3 separate regions of the Pan troglodytes genome follow, and all the other regions are linked to region 2. Evidence: chromatin contacts called from public HiChIP or PLAC-seq data. All regions are on one chromosome and are shown on one strand. The core of a region is the stretch at or near the end of the contact, and the rest is flanking DNA. Distances in the headings are between cores, read along the strand shown.

What was found. HiChIP or PLAC-seq counts read pairs in DNA pulled down with a chosen protein or histone mark.
Region 1: a contact with region 2 is called in an H3K4me3 HiChIP or PLAC-seq map of stem cell-derived excitatory neurons, with 5 times the contacts expected there. The contact joins the promoter of SESN2 here to the promoter of SNHG3 in region 2. A contact is called at or near these places in 1 of 7 Hi-C or Micro-C datasets (stem cell-derived neural progenitor cells) and 1 of 1 datasets of contacts at active chromatin or transcription factors (stem cell-derived excitatory neurons).
Region 3: an H3K4me3 HiChIP or PLAC-seq map of stem cell-derived excitatory neurons shows a contact between it and region 2, with 3 times the contacts expected there. The contact joins the promoter of ATP5IF1 here to the promoter of SNHG3 in region 2. A contact is called at or near these places in 1 of 7 Hi-C or Micro-C datasets (stem cell-derived neural progenitor cells) and 1 of 1 datasets of contacts at active chromatin or transcription factors (stem cell-derived excitatory neurons).

What each region holds. Positions count from the first base shown.
Region 1 is chr1:202,733,931-202,737,060 of NHGRI_mPanTro3-v2.0_pri, reverse strand. SESN2 (sestrin 2) reads left to right here and starts at 1,652. Exons shown (of 10, transcript XM_016957397.4): 1 at 1,652-2,142. The coding sequence starts at 2,053.
Region 2 is chr1:202,477,822-202,480,886 of NHGRI_mPanTro3-v2.0_pri, reverse strand. SNHG3 (small nucleolar RNA host gene 3 (non-protein coding)) reads left to right here and starts at 1,699. Exons shown (of 3, transcript NR_038066.1): 1 at 1,699-1,791. LOC112207094 (small nucleolar RNA SNORA73 family) reads left to right here and starts at 3,060; the gene lies at 3,060-3,065.
Region 3 is chr1:202,757,064-202,760,143 of NHGRI_mPanTro3-v2.0_pri, reverse strand. It overlaps ATP5IF1 (ATP synthase inhibitory factor subunit 1), which reads left to right and starts at 1,658. Exons shown (of 3, transcript XM_003338984.7): 1 at 1,658-1,895; 2 at 1,986-2,077. The coding sequence starts at 1,809. DNAJC8 (DnaJ heat shock protein family (Hsp40) member C8) reads right to left here and starts at 2,140. Exons shown (of 11, transcript NM_001279783.1): 1 at 1,958-2,140; 2 at 7-132.

The DNA of each region.
Region 1 (3,130 bases), core at 403-2,902, 260 kb before region 2:
TTGAACCTGGGAGGCAGAGGTTGCAGTGAGCCAAGATCGGGCCACTGCACTCCAGCCTGGGCGACAGAGTGCGACTCTGTTTCAAAAAAAAAAAAAAAAGATGTAGACCCTGCCCTCAAGGAGTTTACAATTAAAAAGATCAGATAAGCCAGACTCAGTGGTGCACACCTGTAACCCCAGTGATTGATTTGGGGGGCTGAGGAGGGAATATTGCTTGAGCCCAGGAATTTGAAGCTGCAGCGTGCTATGATCACGCCACTGTACTCCAGTCTGTGTGACAGAGCTAGACCCCATCTCTAAAAAACAATACTAATAAAAAGAAAAAAGGGTCAGATAAAACATGTACATATAAAATTACAATACAAGGCAGAATGTGGCTGGACATGGTGGCTCATGCCTATAATCCTAGCACTTTGGGAGGCTGAGGTGAGAGAATCGCTTGAGCTCAGGAGTTTGAGACCAGCCTGGGCAACATATGGAGACCCTGTCTCTATTTATTAAAAAACAAAAAACAAAAACACAAAAAAAACTAGGTAGAATGTGATACATGTGAAAAGAGATCCAGCTCAAGTGCCTTGGGAGCTCAAGGGAGGGTGAGATTAATCGCTTTTTCCCAAGAATCTGGAGGCAGGAAACCAAGTCGGTTTCATCTTTGGAATTGTAAGCTTAGACTTAGAAGTCTCAGAGGGGGACTTGGGGGTCTTATCCACCCTCACCCCTGGCAGGATTCCCTGTCTAGAATAAACAATAACTTTAAAATGGAAACAAAAAAAGGAGCTCTGAAGGAAAACTGTGAAGGAAGAGGCTCCGTTTGAAATGAATAGAAAATGAATTTAGCTTGGAGGTGCTGAGGTGTTGGTAGAGGCAACTTTCTGGCAAGAGGCGAGTTGAAGGCCAGGAAGTGGATGAGATCAGGGAGAGTGTCTGGAGGGAAGAGGGGTAAAAACAGAAACTGGGGAAGCACCCACGTTTTAGGAAGTGGGTGGTGAAAGAGGAGTCAGAGAAGGCCAGAGGGAGAGGTGAGCAAAGATCCAGCAGAACACCTTGTTACAAAGTTTCGAGGAGGGTGGCAGGGGTGGAAGCCAGGACGGGTAGCAGAAGGAAGAAAACTTCCAGCAATAGGGATTGAGGTTCCACACGAAGTTACCAATGACATTTCAAGGAATGAAGGCTTTTCCTGAGGCTCCACAAATAAGGTGAATTCCCTGTGTCTCGCATCTTTGGAGCTTCCCCGAGGCCAGAGGGAGCAGGGTTGTGCCCTCTGACCTCTAAATATCTGGGGTTCAGTTCTATAATTAGCAGCACCGGATAGGACGCGAGCCAAACCTCTCTTAACCCTAGCCAGTCCCTCCAGGAACTGAAAAGATGAAGAATTCATTTAGGAGATTTCACACTCGGCTGTTTGGCCTAGCCCAGTGAAGTCCCTTTTCATCACGCAACCCTAATGACTCTTCGGGCTGTCACTGCCGTCTGGTGTTGCCAGGGATCTGACTAAACCGTCTTGCAAAAGTTTGCAGCATTCACCCGAGGCGGACTACAACTCCCAGAATTCCGGGCGCTCCCCGGTGCTGATTGGCGGAGCCCGTGACTCCAGGGGGCGGAGTTTCCCCCGCCTCCCCGGGGAAACAGACCTCTGATTGGCTGGACCGCCGGGCTTTTGTGTCCCCGCCCTCCCCCGGGGACCGCAGCGGGCTGAACTGCTGGTGTCAGAGCCCGGCGAGCGCTGGCAGTTCCGCGGCGGGGATGCTGAGGAGCGCTGGGTCCGCGAGCAGCCCTGGCCCCTGCGGACTTCCGAGGCCGTGAAAACCCCTGCGCTGCGGCCCTTCCCAGGCCCCCGAGGCCGTTCGCCGTTCCCGAAGCCCGACTGGGGGAAGAGTCCAGCACCAAAGCGGCCGTTCTCGGATTCCGGAGCGTTCTGGAGCCCCGAGAGACGCCCCGGGGTTCTAGAAGCTCCCCGGCGGCGCCCAGTCCCGGCTTCCTTCGGGCGTCCCTCCGAAACCCACTCGGGTGCACGGGTCGTCGGCGAGCCGCGACCGGGTCCTGGCGCGCACCATGATCGTGGCGGACTCCGAGTGCCGCGCAGAGCTCAAGGACTACCTGCGGTTCGCCCCGGGCGGCGTCGGCGACTCGGGCCCCGGAGAGGTAAGCGGCGGCCGCGCGACGCCCCTCTTCCCTGGAACCCCGAACCGCGTCTGAGCCTCAGGCTGTCCTGAGCTGAGTCGGTGTGTCCTGGGCTCGGGGAGGGAAAGCCGAGCGCGTAACCCGGGACCCGGGTTGCATCAACTGGCAGCCGCGGCCCTCGGCACCCCTCCCCCCCTCTGTCTCCCCTCTCCCTCCTTCTCCTTCTCCCTCTCCCCCTCCTCCCTCCCTCTCCCCCTCTGCCTCACCGCCCCCCCCACAAGGGCCGCGGATCCTTCCTCGGCTCCCTCGGACTCCTGGCCAATGAGGGAGAAGCCTTCTGGAGGCTCTCCGAGCTTTGGGCTCCTGAGCGTCTTCAAGTCCAGGCAAATCCCGGCCGGAGCGGCCAGACCACTCCTCCTCCCCGCCCCCTTCCGCGGAGTCTCTTCCTCTTCGTGGGGGCCGGCGGGCAGAGGACCCTTCCTGGGGTGTCTCCCGGCTCCTGTCCCCCAGCGCGGGGCGTAGGCACCTGGGACTGGCCAGTGAAAGTTGACCTCATCCCATGTCCCCCGCACTCCTGCTTTGGAGGGAGAGCGCAGGGGCTCTGGGGGCTTGGCGGGCCGCCCGGTACGCGGCAGCGGCGGCAGCCAAAGCTGGGGGGAGAGGGGACAACCCCGGTCGCGGCTTCCGAAGCCAAGCGCGGATTAGGCTGCGCCCTGCTAAGTAAGTGGTCTGAAGGCCCAGAAGTTTGTTTTCCAGAAATTCCTCCCCCACCCTCCCTTCGCGCCGCTCCCCTCCACCCCCCCCCCGCCCCCCCCCGCATTCGCATCCCGGCATAGCCCGCAGGGGCTTTGCAGGGAGACCGGGAATTAGGCTGGACCTAACCAGACTGACAGTTCGCACTCCCCCACCACTACCAGCAGCAGCGATAATGGACATCTTATCATTTATTATGCACCTACTAGATACCAGGCTCTGAGTTTTTTTCGCCTTTAACCTAAGTCCTCAGGAC
Region 2 (3,065 bases), core at 450-2,949:
ATTCAGAACAAAATCTAATATGTAGGAGGAACACCATAAACGTTACTACTCAAGATAGCCCAGCTGTGATAGCTCTGTCTCTCTAGCCAACGTTTTTCCACCTTACACCACACTAAAAATTCCATCATATTTGCAACATTTCATATGTATATATATCGTAAGCATTCTTTACTTGCCTACTTCATATTCGGAGGGTTTTGTGTGTGGTAAAATATACATAAAACTTGCCATTTTTAACTAGTTTAAAATGTGTAGGGGGCCGGGTGCGGTGGCTCCCGCCTGTAATCCCAGTACTTTGGGAGGCCAAGGCGGGCATCACTTGAGGTGAGGAGTTCGAGAGCAGCCTGGCCAACATGGTGAAACCCCCGTCTCTACTAAAAATACAAAAATTAGCCGGGCATGGTGGCATGCCTATAGTCCCAGCTACTCGGGAGGCTGAGGCAGGAGAACTGCTTGAACCTGGGAGGTGGAGGTTGCAGTGAGCCGAGATCACACCACTTCCTTCCAGCCTGGGCGACAGAGCGAGACTCCGTCTCAAAAAAAAAAAAAAAAAAAAGTCCAGGTGCGCTGGCTCATGCCTGTAATCTCAGCACTTTGGAGGCCGAGGCGGGTGGATTGCTTGAGGTCAGGAGTTCGAGACCAGCCTGGCCAAGATGGTGAAACCCCGTCTTGCTAAAAATACAAAAATTAGCCAGGCACGGTGGCGGGCGCCTGTAATCCCAGCTACTGGGGAGGCCGAGGCAGGAGAATCGCTTGAACCCGGGAGGCGGGGGTTGCAGTGAGCCGAGACCACGCCATTCCACTCTAGCCTGGGTGACAGAGCAAAACTCCATCTCGAAAAAAAAAGAAAGAGTATAGGGCAGTGCTTTTAATTACATTCATTCACACTGTTGTGCAATGGAGTTTTTTATTTTTTATTTTTATTTATTTTTATCCGCGCCAGGCCTGGAGTTTTTAAACTTTTATCTGATTCGTCTAGGGGCACTTTCATCTTATTTACCTTCACATTTATCAAATTATTCCTTTCACAGGTGACAGAGCAGATTCAATTCCTTTTGATACTCCGTATTTCTCTATATGTATTTTTTTCCATTCTGCATTCTTATTATTCCAACGTTTTACTTATTTATTTATTTGGAGAGAGAGTTTCGCTCTGTCGACCAGGATGGAATGCATCGGCGCGATCTCGGCTCACTGCAACCACCGCCTCCCAGGTTCAAACGATTCTCATGCTTCAGCCTCCCGAGTAGCTGGGACTGGAGGTGCGCGGCACCATGCCCGGCTTATGTTTTGTATTTTTTGTAGAGACGGGGTTTCGCCATGATGCCCAGGCCGGTCTCGAACTCCTGGCCTCGAGCGATCCGCCCCTCACGGCCTTCAGAGCTGCTGTAATCACAGGCGTGAGCCACCGCGTTCGACTCTTCCAAAAACTTTTTGGCCAGTTTATCTAAGGGCATATCCTACAGACTGAGTCCAGTGATTGCACAGAAGTACACGTCCTCTGCAGCTACATACCTACAAACCTATTTCTGTAACGTACATTCCCCAGCAAGGTCCCGCGGGAAGGATCCACTACCGCGAGAGGCCTCCCAGCCAGGAAGGGGTGGGGCTCAATCTGCAGTAGATTCCCAGAAGCCTCAGTGAGTTTCTGATTCTCTAACTGCGCATGCTTCTGCGCACGCGCAATAGACATTCCAGGACTTCCGGGCACTTCGTAAGGTTTAAATAAGGATGCTTCGCGTTCGCTCTCCCTCTTGGAGACAGATTCGCAGTGGTCGCTTCTTCTCCTTGGTAAGTGTGATCAGATGCTTGCCACCGGAGTTATGGGTCTAATGCTATAGATCAGTAGCCGAGCTTCCCTAGGAGGATCATATAGTATTTTATTTACTTACTTTTTTTTTTTTTTTTGAGACGGAGTCGGTTTGTCACGCAGGCTGGACTGCAGTGCTCGTTGCAACCTCCGCCTGCCGGGTTCTAGCGATTCTCGTGCCTCAGCCTCTCCAGCAGCTGGAATTACAGGCACGTGCCACCACGCCCGGCCAATTTTTGTATTCTTAGTGGAGACGGGGTTTCGCTATGTTGGTCAGGCTGGTTTTGAACTCCTGATCTCCGGTGATCCACCACCCTCGGCCTTCCAAAGTGCTGGGATTACAGGCGTGAGACACCGCGCCTGGCCGGAAATCATGTAATTTAAAACTATATATGGGTGTCTTAGGCGGCATCCGTCCCAACTCTAAAGTACGCGTTAGACGGTCCTGGGCCAGAAGTGGGCCATGGAGACCTCGGGACCCGCAGGGCTGCCGCCCGACCCGGCGACCCTCTGAAGGTGCACCGCCACCCCCATTGTTTATCTTACTGCCTCATAGTAGGCACATTGTCGTTCTCAATAGAATTGCACAGTTTTATTCTGGATCCCCATTTGCCTTTAAGAATTTTCTCAATTTTTCTTTTTCTTTATTTGATCGTACCACTGCAACCTCCGCCTGCTGGGCTCCAGCATTTCTCCTGCCGCAGCCTCCCGAGTAGCTGGCACTACAGGCGTGTACCACCACGCCTGGCTTATTTTTGTATTTTTAGTAGAGACGGGATTTCACCATGTTGGCCAGGCTGGTCTCCAACTCCTGACCTTGTGGTCCGCCACGCCAGGCCGAAGATTTTCATAATTTGGAAGCATTACGTTTCGTAATTATGCTTTCTCGTATTTTTGTGATTTGGGTCATTTTTATTTTTATATTTTTAGGATTACAGGCGTGAGCCATCGTGCCTCGCCGATTTGGGGGTAATTAACAAGTCCACGTGTTTCATTTGAATTTAGGATAGCTGGGCCTAATTGTTGTCTTTGCTTCTGCGGTACCTTCCGCATCGTACTAACCGCCTATTGTAAAGTAATTAGAATAGCTGAATATGCATGTTACCAGTCTAGAAACCGATTTTTTTTTAACACCCCACTGTGGACAGGGTGGAAACTCGTTTGCTTTCTTGTTTAAGATCTGTAGTAACATGAATGGATGAAATTGTTTCCTATTAGATTCTGTAAATTTATGCGTTACACTGATTGTCCAACG
Region 3 (3,080 bases), core at 409-2,908, 280 kb before region 2:
CCTGACCTCATGATCCATCCGCCTCGGCCTCCCGAAGTGCTGGGATTACAGGTGTGAGACACCACGCCCAGCCCCAAAGAAGGTATTTTTATAATCATCAATCAGGTAGATAATCTGGCCCAATTCTCTCATCTAAAAAAGAAGAAACAGAGAAGAGAAAATGAGTTAGAGAAGAGCTATAAACTTCATGAGAGTAAAGACTACTGTTGTCTTGTTCATATTCATTATATGGATGAAGGGAGGTTAAGGTCAAGCTTTCCCTAGACTCCTAATTATCCTTTTTTTTTTTTTTTGAGACAGAGTTTCGCTCTTGTTACCCAGGCTGCAGTGCAATAGCGTGATCTCAGCTCACCGCAACCTCAGCCTCCCGGGTTCAAGCATTCTCCTGCCTCAGCCTCCCAAGTAGCTGGGATTACAGGCATGTGCCACCACGCCTAGCTAATTTATTTTTTATTTTTATTTATTTATTTTTGAGACAGTTTCTCTCTTGTTGACCAGGCTGGAGTGCAGTGGCGTGATCTCAGCTCACTGCACCCCCTGCCTCTCAGGTTCAAGCGATTCTCCTGCCTCAGCCTCCCGAGTAGCTGGGATTACAGATATGCGCCACCATGCCCAGCTAATTTTTCATATTTTTTTTTAGTAGAGATGGCGTTTCTCCATGTTGGTCAGGCTGGTCTCGAATTCCCAACCTCAGGTGATCTGCCCGCCTCGGCCTCCCAAAGTGCTGGGATTACAGGTGTGAGCCACCGCACCTGGCCTGCTCTTTTCTACTGCATTGCACCACATTGCCAAAAGTGCAGTTATTAAGCCCATTCAACAATATGTTGCTAACGAAAAAAACAAACTAAAATATTTTTAAAAGGTTTATTCTGAGCCAAGATGAGTGACCATAGCTTGGGGAAACACAGCCTCAAGAGGTCCTAGGAAACTGTGCCTGAGGTGGTCAAGTTATAATTTGGGTTTTCTTTTTTTTGTTTGTTTTGAGACGGAGTCTCGCTTTGTCACCAGGCTGGAGTGCAGTTGCGCAATCTCGGCTCACTGCAACCTCCGCCTCCCGGGTTCAAGCCAATTCTCCTGTCTCGGCCTCCTGAGTAGCTGCGATTACAGTCGCGTGCCACCACACCCGGCTGATTTTTGTATTTTTAGTAGAGACGGGGTTTCTCCATGTTGGCCAGGCTGGTCTCGAACTCCGGACCTCAGGTGATCCACCCACTTCGGCCTCCCAAAGTGTTGGGATTACAGGCGTGAGCCACCGCGCCCAGCCAGAACACTGCCACTTCTCATAACAAATGAGCGCGATTTATGTATATCTAAGCCAGGGCACATTGGACGTCGGTATCCTGGACATCAGCATCCTGGACACAGCTCCCAAACCCCGAATTCCCCCATTTTATTGATGCTAGCAGGCCAGGGAAGGGAAAACTTCCTTTGAGCTTTGAATAATAACGACTTTAGAATTGAAATCGTGGGCTGGAGGTGGACGCCACGCCTCATTCTGATGGGTCCAAGAGCCGAAATTTCGGCTTCCGTCACTCTCCTCACTCAGCTCTCCAAACTCCTCCATCATTCCTCTTTCCAGTCCTTTGGCCCTAAGCCCTTGCTAGCGGTTGGCTAAGAATAAACCCGTCTCTTGCTCGGGATTCGCTGTGAGCTCCGGGAAGCCCGCCTCCGCTCTCCCGTGATTCGCTATTCCTGTGTTCATCCGCCCCTGCGTCGACCAGATTGAGTGCTTGGCCGTCCCTGCCATTAGCGCGTAACGAGAGACTGCTTGCTGCGGCAGAGACGCCAGAGGTGCAGCTCCAGCAGCAATGGCAGTGACGGCGTTGGCGGCGCGGACGTGGCTTGGCGTGTGGGGCGTGAGGACCATGCAAGCCCGAGGCTTCGGCTCGGATCAGGTACGCTGCGGCAGTGTCCGCTGCTCCAGCCCCGCGGGCGGATCCCATCTTTGCTTCCGTACCTTTACCAGTGTCCCTGTCTCTCTGCAGTCCGAGAATGTCGACCGGGGCGCGGGCTCCATCCGGGAAGCCGGTGGGGCCTTCGGAAAGAGAGAGCAGGCTGAAGAGGAACGATATTTCCGGTGAGGCTCACCGGGTCCCAAGTCCAGCCCTAGATCTCCCAAGGGCCTTCCAATCCTTAAACTGCCAATCGCCCCACCCGTTCCTACCTGGTGCCTTGGGCGCCCCATCCCCCAACAGAACTCCCGGGCCCCAATCCAGTATACCCTAACCCTTGATGTCCCGACCGTTGCCACGTATAGGGCACTCCCAGTTCCCTGCACAACAGTTTCAGGCCCCCAAACCATTTCCACCGGCGGGTCTCCAAAACAACCCACGGCTCAACTCCTCCTTCATCATTACCATCTCCCGCGTGGAGTTCTCCTCAGGTCGTGCGAAACACCCCCAGATTCTTCGCACAGTGTCTAGATCCGACCGTCCAACGTTTGCCTCCCAGCCTGACTCCCTCGGCCCTTACCCACCTGTCACCCCCTCTACGCTCTCCTTCCTCGCCAGCACGCCTTAGCTTTGCAAGCCTGCATGCATTCAGGCTTCTCAGGTGTTTCTAGACCCCTGACTCCGCAAGGGTGAGGATGATGGGAGCTGGTCATGGGAGCTACTTATGGTTGGACACCATCTTCTAAAGGCTTTTGCCCTACTCAGCCCAGCCTAGACCTGTAGATTTCCCTCTCCTGCTTAGGAGTATGGAGTGGGCTGGGCCTCCCTTTGCCAGCCCTGAGTTATCTTTAACTGACTTCTGTCCACTCTGGAGAGCAGTGAGGAATTAATCTTGCTTTTGCTTGTCCTTTGGCCTTTCACTTCTGCCTTCTGTTGAGAATTATCACCATGACACCTGCCATACCGTATAGAGAGCCAAGGTACAGCCGTTAGAGACTATCTAATTGAGCCCCTACATTTTGTAGTTAAGGAAAACTGAGGCCTAAATGTGACCAAACCAACATTGTAATCCAGTCCCTTCTTGGAACCTAAATTGAACTGCCAAGTACTGCGCATGCAAGAGACCCTTTATTGGCCTTACAGTGGGCCATTCATTTCTATAGGCAAAGAAAGCTCTAGACAGATTGG